2 separate regions of the Mus musculus genome follow, and region 2 is linked to region 1. A link is a contact called in public HiCAR-type data. All regions are on one chromosome and are shown on one strand. Each heading gives the region's core, a stretch centred on a gene start, on an enhancer-like site or on the middle of the called end of the contact. The rest is flanking DNA. Distances are from core to core; before and after follow the strand shown. Region 1 holds the start of Gt(ROSA)26Sor (gene trap ROSA 26, Philippe Soriano). Region 2 holds the start of Oxtr (oxytocin receptor).

Region 1 (4,727 bases), core at 300-2,799:
TAGTCTAACTCGCGACACTGTAATTTCATACTGTAGTAAGGATCTCAAGCAGGAGAGTATAAAACTCGGGTGAGCATGTCTTTAATCTACCTCGATGGAAAATACTCCGAGGCGGATCACAAGCAATAATAACCTGTAGTTTTGCTGCATAAAACCCCAGATGACTACCTATCCTCCCATTTTCCTTATTTGCCCCTATTAAAAAACTTCCCGACAAAACCGAAAATCTGTGGGAAGTCTTGTCCCTCCAATTTTACACCTGTTCAATTCCCCTGCAGGACAACGCCCACACACCAGGTTAGCCTTTAAGCCTGCCCAGAAGACTCCCGCCCATCTTCTAGAAAGACTGGAGTTGCAGATCACGAGGGAAGAGGGGGAAGGGATTCTCCCAGGCCCAGGGCGGTCCTCAGAAGCCAGGAGGCAGCAGAGAACTCCCAGAAAGGTATTGCAACACTCCCCTCCCCCCTCCGGAGAAGGGTGCGGCCTTCTCCCCGCCTACTCCACTGCAGCTCCCTTACTGATAACAACTCAGAGCGACTTTGGGAGAGCAAGTGCTTCCTGCCTCCAAAACAGCCCAACTGAGCCCTCGCTCCTTCCCTCCACTCCCCGGAGTGCGCGATGGAGGTCTGGCTCAGCACGCCCCTCTTGAGGCAACTCAAGTCGGAAACGTGCTTGCACCCGCCCCGCAGCCGCTCAGCCCTACTGCCCGTCCCCGCCCCCAGCGCGCGCTTCCTGCCACGTTGCGCAGGGGCGCGCGGCCAGACTCTGCGGCGCGGGGCCGAGGGGAGGGCCGGAACCTGGGAGCGCCTCCTCGCCGCCCCCGCTGGCCGGCGGATGGACTCAACTTGCACGAACACGAGCCAATGGCAAGGGCCAGTTTTCTGGGCCCCGAGAGCCAATCAGACGACGAGGCCCGGCCGGCGGCGGGTAAAACGACTCCCCCAGAGGAAGGGGAGGGTGGGCGGCCGCTCGCGCGCGAGCTACTTTCGCTGACCCTCCCTCCCCTCCCCCGCCCCGCCAGAGGCCGACCGCGCCCGCACGTCCAGCTCGCCTCACCCCACCTACCTCCCGCCCCACCCAGTGGGCAGAGCGAGGCTGCCGGCGGCTGCGCACTCCGGCTGCCGTTAACTGACAGGCGCCTTACGCCAACCAAAACACGCCATTTGTGTTTTCACACACGGCGGGAGGAAAAGAAGCCAATCAGCGACGAGACGTCGGCCGGAAGCGCTCCTCCGCTGCCCCCCCCCCCCCGAGCCATGGCCGCGTCCGGTGGAGACTTTTCCGCTCCCTTCTCCCTCCCCCTCCGGTTGCTGCAGGGCGGACCGCATTCCTGCCCACCACCCGCTTGCCCCTTCCAGCGTCACGACTCGTACCCGGCTGTCTCACAGAACGGCTCCACCACGCTCGGAGGGCCTGCCGCGGCCGCCCATCCCCGCAAACGCACCAAGCCGCCCTCCCGCCAGAGTCCCGATCCCCTACCTAGCCGAGGCTCTCTGAGGAGCCGGAGCCCCAAAGCACAGCCTCTTCTTTAGGCGGCCCCGGCAGCCTCCGCTGATTGGCGGCGCACCGGCCAATAAGTGTGGGGCGGTGGGCGGAGAGGCCAATGGCGCGGCGGGAGGGGGCGTGTCCCGCGTGCCCCTGGCGCCGGCACTGGGAATCCCCGTGCGGTCAGTGGCGTTTCCGCTCGGGCAGCGGGCTGAGTGAGCTGCCGCCGCTGCCGCCGCTGCCGCCGCCGGGGGAGGGGCGGCCGCCGCCCGCCTGCGCTCAGAGACTCACGCAGCCCTAGTCCCGCCAGTCCGCCAACACAGTAGTGCCGGCCCCCTCCGCCCCTGGCCCTCCCCCTCCCCGCCTCGGGCTCGCTCCGCCTTTTCTGCCCCCCACCCCCACCTCACGGGTACGGGCCATTCCCGGCCAGGAAACGCCGTGGCGCCGCGTTGGGCCTAACTCGAGTCTCGCTGCCTCCCGGGAGTGCCGTGCGCCGCAGCCCGGGCCCAGGCCCCGGCAGCGCCTGGGTCAAGGTAAGGGTCCAACAGAAAAGAGACACCGAACCACACGACCGGGCCCCGGGGGAAAGAAGGGTCACCTCAGTCTCCCTGCGTTCCCTCTCCTCGGGGTCGTGGGCCTGGGCCTCCCCAGCCTGGTAGCAGGAAGATGCTTGCCCTTTTCGTCTTCTCAGCTACCTTTACACACCATTGCACCGCTCTTGCCCAGAGAGAAAGGCTCTCCTTCATCTAGTCGACCCCACTACCTTTTTAATGTCTTCCCTGGGTCAGGACTCTTCCCCTCCCCCTACTCTGGTCTCCCCTTTTTGCCTGGGTATTGCCTACTCCACGTTTATACCCTTTTCAGGAGAGGCCTCCCAACCCTGCTCTCAAAATACACATACTTTTTTTTCTGTCCCTGAGCCCCCCACCTCCCCTGTTCTTGCGGCCTTGTGACAACTCTGGTCGCTCGTGGGGGCCCAGTCCTCCCCTCCATAATCTTCCTGAACGCCTCTCCTCTGGTTTTCCAGTTCCTATCTCAGATGGCTGCTGCTTTTCCCACACCAAAGACATTACCTTCGCCACCCCCACCTCACATTCTTGGACTCCCTGTGGCGTATGCCCCAGTATCCTTGCGATATCCCTGTTGAATTTGTAGGGTTCTAGCCTGGAATTGAGCCAGATTTTGTCGTTTTCCCTGCCTAGGGCGTGGAGAGCGATCTTTTAAGAACGACTCTAAAGAAGAGGGGGAGGGATATGCCCCTATGAATCCGTGCAAGCCAAGATCCTAGGTAAATGGTAGTGGGCAAAAGCCCTGGTTTTAGTAGGTAATCGCTCAGAAGGAAAGTTTTAACTCCTGGGAAAGCCCCTTCTATGCTAATTTATTCTATCGGGCGCCTTTGCCTTTCTCATTCTTAGGAATAAGGATCTTTCTCCTGTGTACTGATGCTGCAGCCCGCCCTGCTGGCCTGGGTCAGGGGTGCGTGGATGACCTGCATTTTCTGCTTTCTCATGTTACTTGTGTAACGTCTTCACCAGCAACTCATTTTTCGCCCAGAGCTCTGGGCTCTGGGTTTTGTCTATACCTGGATTCCTTTTGCCAATTGTTCCTGTGCTCAAAATACTTAAAAAGATTCAGGTTCTCGAATTTCCTCCATACCTTGACTAAATTGTTTTTAGATGACATATTTGTGACCAAGGTCATGTTTACATTACTTCCTTGCTTATATGTTAAATACCTATACTTTTGATTGGGGAGGATCCAGATGGAGGAGGTTCCAGGAGGAGGTTTGTGTGCAGCATATTGAGAGGAAAGTGTTTTGATGGTTAATTTGATATTAATAATGGTTTAGGTCGCTAGGAGGAAAACTTTAAGAGGTTATTTTAGATGTGTGCAATCTGACCTAGGACTAAAGCAGAGAATACTGACATAATTAGAGATTTCTGAGTTTGGAGGACACAGGAATTTCTTTTCCCTGGATTTCTTCCAGTTTTCTCAGGAGGATCATTAGTTCTCTGTCCAAAATTTGTGGCCTGTTATGGGATTAGAGGCTTTAAGGTTATTCAGATTGTCATGTGTAGAATATTGAGTTATGTTCTTTGGTAGGACATGACCCAAGGCTCTTGTTCCTAGCTGTAAATTTAAATATGATTGCTGAATGTTTGGAAAATTGACCTTTTTAAAACTAAAACTTAATGCTTATATCCACATTGCTGGTTTAATTAAAACGAATATTTGGAATTTGGTATTTGTTGATTTTCAAATCAAAGACCTCAATTTAAAAGTGACCTTAGGATTGTTCCTTTCTAAAAGCATAGTTCCAATCCTTCCAGCATGGAGCACTTGTTCCCCCCCCCCCCCAAAAAAAAGTGTGTTAAGAAGTGGGGGTGGGGTAAAGAAAAGGTTGCTCCTGTGTTGGATCACAGGAGTGAGTATACAAGGCGGCAGCAGCTGCTGGCTCTGGAGCTCTGGTTGCTACGTGAGAAGCTTGAGTAGTGCTGGCTGCTGTCTCCAGGGAAGGACAGCAGTGCAGCGTCCATTAATGCTGTTGGCTGCAGGGAACTGCACTTAGTGATGGCTGCTCAGGCTGGAAAGAAACCTTGCTTGCTTTCCTGGGAAATTGTACTGCTGAGCTGCTTTGCTTTTTGCTAGTGAAGAGACCAGAATTAGCAATTCATAACTGTATCCATTTATGGATATCAGCATCTGAAAACTGGATCAAAGTTAAAGACTTGGGGTTTTTTGTTTGAGGAGGGGTTGGAAGCTTTTTGTTACTATCTGAGGTTTTACCCTTCACAGGACTTAAAGTTCATTAGTGTTTTGATCTTTTTTAACCCCTAAAAAACCTAAAAATAGTAATGTGGGTAATAGGGTGAGGAGGATCTTTGTTTTGTTTTCCCAGTGCAAGTGACATGAATTCCTCCATCTTTTAATTGCTTGAGTCATTTCAGATTTGTATTTGTCTCTCCGTATTAGGCCGTATTTACCTTTGTGAATAGATTGATGTTCTTTGAAACATCTTACTATATATTTGGATGCCTAAACTAAAAAGAGCTGCTTTTGGATTAATGCTTGGTTTGTTGTTAATTCTAAATTAATCTGTAGACCTCTCCAGATTAGATATACTTACTGATATCTGACCTATAAATTGGATTAATCGTGTATGTGTTGGATTATAGACTTTCCACCGAACAAAGATGTGTTTTGGCAGTAATCCATCAGAGACACAGAAGGAATATTCAGAA
Region 2 (4,638 bases), core at 1,796-4,295, 590 kb before region 1:
GAACCCAGGGAGACGGCTCCATAAGTGCTCACATCCTTCCTCCTCCAGGAGCCAAAGTAGTTGAAAACTGCTCATCTGATGGCAATGTTTAGCCTGCAGAATCAAGCTGGAGGGTGTTCCAGGGCCAAGAAGGAAAAACCTGCCCAGTGTCCCTGTGCCCACCCTCTCCATGGCTTTCTACTGGGATAGGTCACTGAGGAACAAGGCCCTCCAAGGTGTCCCCACCATAGGCACTGCAGGCACTACAGGGAACTTTCCTTATCCTAAGGGCTAGACACAGAGGATCAGGGACTGACAAAGGGGCCCTGACCCAGCATCTCAGAACCAGTTAGTACAGGAGACAGGGCTGGAGGTCAGGTCTAATGGTTGACAGGATTTCCAGTCATCTCTGAACATGTCTGTGAGGATGACATTTCCAGAGAGGCTTACACAGGGAAGAAAGACCCGACCTGAATATGGGTGCCACTGTCTGTAGGCTGCAGCCTAGACTGAACAAGGAGAACTCCAGCTGGGCAACAACACTCGCCTCTGTCTGCTTTCTGCCAATGGCCTCAATGTGACCAGCCGCCTGCTATCACCCCTTCCCACCATGACGGACTGTACCCTCAAACTGCAAGCCAAGAGAAACCCTTCTTCCTTAAGTGACCTTTGTCACAGAGACAGGACTAATACTAATACAGCGGGTATCCCTCAGACTTGCCCTAAGAAGCACCCATCTGGGGTCTGCCGCCATTGGTATTAGAGTCCCTCTACACCACAGGGGCTAGGACCCTTAAATCCTGCTGAGGACGCAGCTAGGCCTGGAGCTTTATTTAAAAATTCCCACTTTAGCCTTGTACCTCACACAGCTCTCCGGCTGTGGCTGGTCATTTCCTGGTTCAGGACGCCTCAGATTGAGCTGTCAACTCTGGCCAAATTTGCTATGCGACCCAGGAGAAATGATCTTTTTAAGGCCTTTGTAATGTGTGACCAGAGACCACACAATGGACAGAGTCCTCATAGCAATCTTTGCCTCATAGCCACTTACAGGCTATCAGTAAATACCGAGTGACAGGTGACCTGGCCACTGTGGAGCAAGGCAAGACGGCTCAGTGAATCCAGGCATCTGTGGTTTCCAGAAGGGAACAGAGGAGAGCAGTGAAACTCAGGTCCCCTGCACTGAGAACCTAGCTACCCCAGCGGAGGGATTTGCTGTTGGGAACAGCGGTGATTATATCCATAATACAATTTTGCACCGTCTAGGGTTAGAACAGACAAGTCCTTTCTGGCTGGTCTGTGAGGGAGACCAGGTCCTCCTACCCTTTTCCCCAGCTCTCTGGTTCCCCAGCCTCCTCCTCCTTCCTCAGCCCCCACTGGCTTCTAATGCATGCAGGCCACCATCCTATCCTACAACCTCGCTGGTCCTCCAGGGAGGATGGCTCTTTCTTCCTGCATCACAATCACACAGCCTCCCGATCAAAGCTGACCACTGTCCCCTTGGCTCCCTCCCTTGTCACCCCAGACCTATCTCTGTCCTCTAACCTACTCACCTCTCCTTTACTTCTGCCACACGAGACACTCTGGAATTGTCTTGACCTCTCCAGCGGTCCCTTAGAAGACCTATTCAGCTTTCACTGGACACCCAGTCAGCTTTCACGGGACCAACTGTTCTTTTCTTAGGTTGACCCTATCCAATCCGGACTTTCTGTGCTCAGGCTGACTTAAACTCATAAATTAAACTCAAAGTAGAGAAAGCCTGAGCCTGTGGTCAGGATGAAAACCCACTTCCATTCTGTCTCTCTGTAGGAAAGACAGTCGCCTGCCTCAGTTTCCCCCTCCTCAATAAGAATTTTCACACTGAAAGTTGCCCCAGGCCTGCACTGGAGTTCTTGCCTGCCTTCTGGCAAGAGTTTGCACTCTCGTGGGTATTTCTATGCTGTAGTCCTGGAGACACAGAGAAGTGACCTCCTCAAAGTCCAGAGACTGATGGACCTCGGGAGTGGAGTGCCACCAGAGACTGATGATGATGTGGAACCAGAAAGACCCTAGAACCCTGGGAGTCCAGAGATAGTGGAAGTAGGGCCTGGCCCTGCCACCCTCTTCCTCTCCACCCTCACTACCTTCTTTGGGCGCATTGACGTCCCAGACGCTCCACATCTGCACGAAGAAGAAAGGCGTCCAGCACACGATGAAGGCCAGAACAATGATGAAGGTCATCTTCACTGTGCGGATTTTGGCCTTGGAGATAAGCTTGACACTACTGACCCGTGCCAACGCCGCACGGCCAGCTCCACCGGCTGCGTCACTCCCCTCGGCAGCTGCCGCCGCGGCTGCCGTCTTGAGTCGCAGATTCTGCCAGATCTTGAAGCTGATGAGACCATAGCAGGCGGCCAGCACGATGACCGGTACAATGTAGACGGCGAGCGTGATCCACGTGACGTAGGCCTTGGGTCCCCAGGGCTGGATGAAGACCGCCCAGCAATCGAAGACGCCGTCCGCCACTTCGCGCAGCGAGAAAATGTGCACCTGCGGCACGCTGGCCACCAGGCAGCCGAGCCACGTCGCCAGCACCGCCAGGCGGTCGGTTCGGCGGCGCAGTGAGCGCAGCGGCTGGCAGATGGCCAGGCAGCGGTCGAGCGACATCAGCAACAGCAGGTAGGTGGAGGCGAACATGCCCACCACCTGCAAGTATTTGACCAGACGACACAGCAGGTCGGGCCCGTAGAAGCGGAAGGTGATGTCCCACAGCAGCTGCGGGAGAACCTGGAACACGGCCACCACCAGGTCGGCGATGCTCAGGTGCTTCATGAAAAAGAAGAGGCGCGAGTGCTTGTGGCGCGTCGTACGCAGCGCCAGCAGCACGCACGCGTTGCCACTCAGAGCCAGGAACAGTATGAGACACAGGACCGCCACCTCCACGCGCGCCAGGGCCTCGTTGCGTCGTGGCGGCCCGGCCGTGAGGTTACCCTCCGCCCCTGGTGGCACTCCACTCCCGAGGTCCAACTCGATACTCCAGTTGGCTGCGGGCGTGCCCTCCATGACCAACCGCGACCGCGACCGCGACCCTGAGGGAGCACCCGGCCTTGAGGCTCTTTAAAGTGTGGCACGTGGGGCGGGGCCCGGCGCTCAGTCCAGGTGTCTATGGGAGCACTCTGGCACTGACCTGCCTGTCCTCTCCCTGAAACAAACCAGGAGAACCGTGACAAGACCGTTGCGCTTCACTTAGGACCCGCGAGTGGGGCGTGTGTGTCCCCTCCCTGGGAATTTGAAGTTACCTGAGTCTCAGTGCACCAGCCCAGCCTTGGAGCTGCGCAGTGGTGGTGACTTCTCGGTGGTGACCGTAGGAATCCTAGTTTGAGGTACCTCCTTTGAGCTTCTGCAGATGCCCCTGCGCTTAGGTCCCAGGAAAGAGTCAGCCGCTCTGCCTGCAGAGAGGAAGCTTGCGATTAACCACTCTGCCCAAGAACAAGGACACACACCCCCAGCAGCCTCTCCCCACAGAGAACCCCCAAACCTACACCTCTCCTGTCAGGACACAGCACAGCCACGCCCTAAGGGATCCCCGAAGCCAGCCCCCGTAGTAAAAAGCTTTACTACGGGTACATCTTCCTGGGGTCCCCCCAAAAGCCCATCCTTCTTCACCTCCTGCTTCCAAGACTCAGCCCCAGCTCCCACAACTTCCCAACGCCGCTTGCTTCCGGAGGGACTCCCGCCTGCGAGCATAGTGCCCCCTCCTTACCTCCCACCCACCCCCACCCCCACCCCCACCCCCGCGCAACGCAAGGCTGCTATGCCAAAGACCCCAGAGGACGCCTTTCACAGAATCCCCAGCCCAGGAGCCCCGACAGTCAGGGGCTTTGCACCTTCGTCCAAGCTGTCACTTTTCAGTCTCTCTCGGTACACCCTGAGCACCTCCCGGAACCAGAGACGTGAAACGCGCCAGATCCTTCCCTCCGAACCTGAGGGTCCTACAGGTAGGTCCTAGGCATCCTGTCGCCACAGTGCGCAGGACCCAGCCACTTGAAGCGAGACTGCAGGTTAGCCCAAAGTTGCCTTGCCACCGGGGAAGTTGCACCACAGTGGATGGCCTCAGAGATGCATGGATTCTCCGCCCAGATTGGGAAAGCTGCTGGCGCCACCCTCCGTGCCACCAGGGGTAGAGATCTCGGCGTCTTTGCAAACTCCTACCTAGCCTGCGGCTTTGCTGGTGGCTGGATGCCTTAGGAAGGCAAGGGGAGAGCGCCAGCCAGGCTGTGAGCTGACCGAGTCAGCGCGCGGCGCTGTCTGAAGCTTTTCCACAACGGGAACCCTGAGCTGCGGCACCACATATGTCCGCTAGGGGGCAGAGCAAACCGGCCGCGGCGATCCCAGTGATCCGGGTCAGCTAACCCGGTAGTCGCTCAGATTTATTTCATAGTAGCTTAAAATTCCCAAACAACCCACCTAGCTCCTTCCTCTCTCGGTTTAGCTCTTGACGTTCTCAGAGATATAGGAACCTTGGAAAGTGACATTTGTTTTTCCCTGAGTAAATTGTAATAAAGACGCATTTCTTCGCCTTTTCGGTTTTTTTTTTTCCTTTACATCTTTTTAAAGAGAGCTCAGCTTAAGTTCTGTCTTTGGACTCGCTTTGCTCACATTCGCTTTAAGAAGAAATGGGAG

The links. HiCAR-type assays count read pairs that join an accessible place to other places.
Region 2: a contact with region 1 is called in a HiCAR-type map of astrocytes, with 3 times the contacts expected there. The contact joins the promoter of Oxtr here to the promoter of Gt(ROSA)26Sor in region 1. A contact is called at or near these places in 2 of 39 promoter capture datasets (both in liver) and 2 of 115 datasets of contacts at active chromatin or transcription factors (astrocytes and hepatocytes).

What each region holds. Positions count from the first base shown.
Region 1 is chr6:113,075,695-113,080,421 of GRCm38.p6, forward strand. It overlaps Gt(ROSA)26Sor (gene trap ROSA 26, Philippe Soriano), which reads right to left and starts at 1,550. Exons shown (of 3, transcript NR_027010.1): 1 at 1,480-1,550. Setd5 (SET domain containing 5) reads left to right here and starts at 1,945. Exons shown (of 22, transcript NM_028385.1): 1 at 1,945-2,018.
Region 2 is chr6:112,486,780-112,491,417 of GRCm38.p6, forward strand. Oxtr (oxytocin receptor) reads right to left here and starts at 3,046. Exons shown (of 2, transcript NM_001081147.2): 1 at 2,100-3,046. The coding sequence starts at 3,018.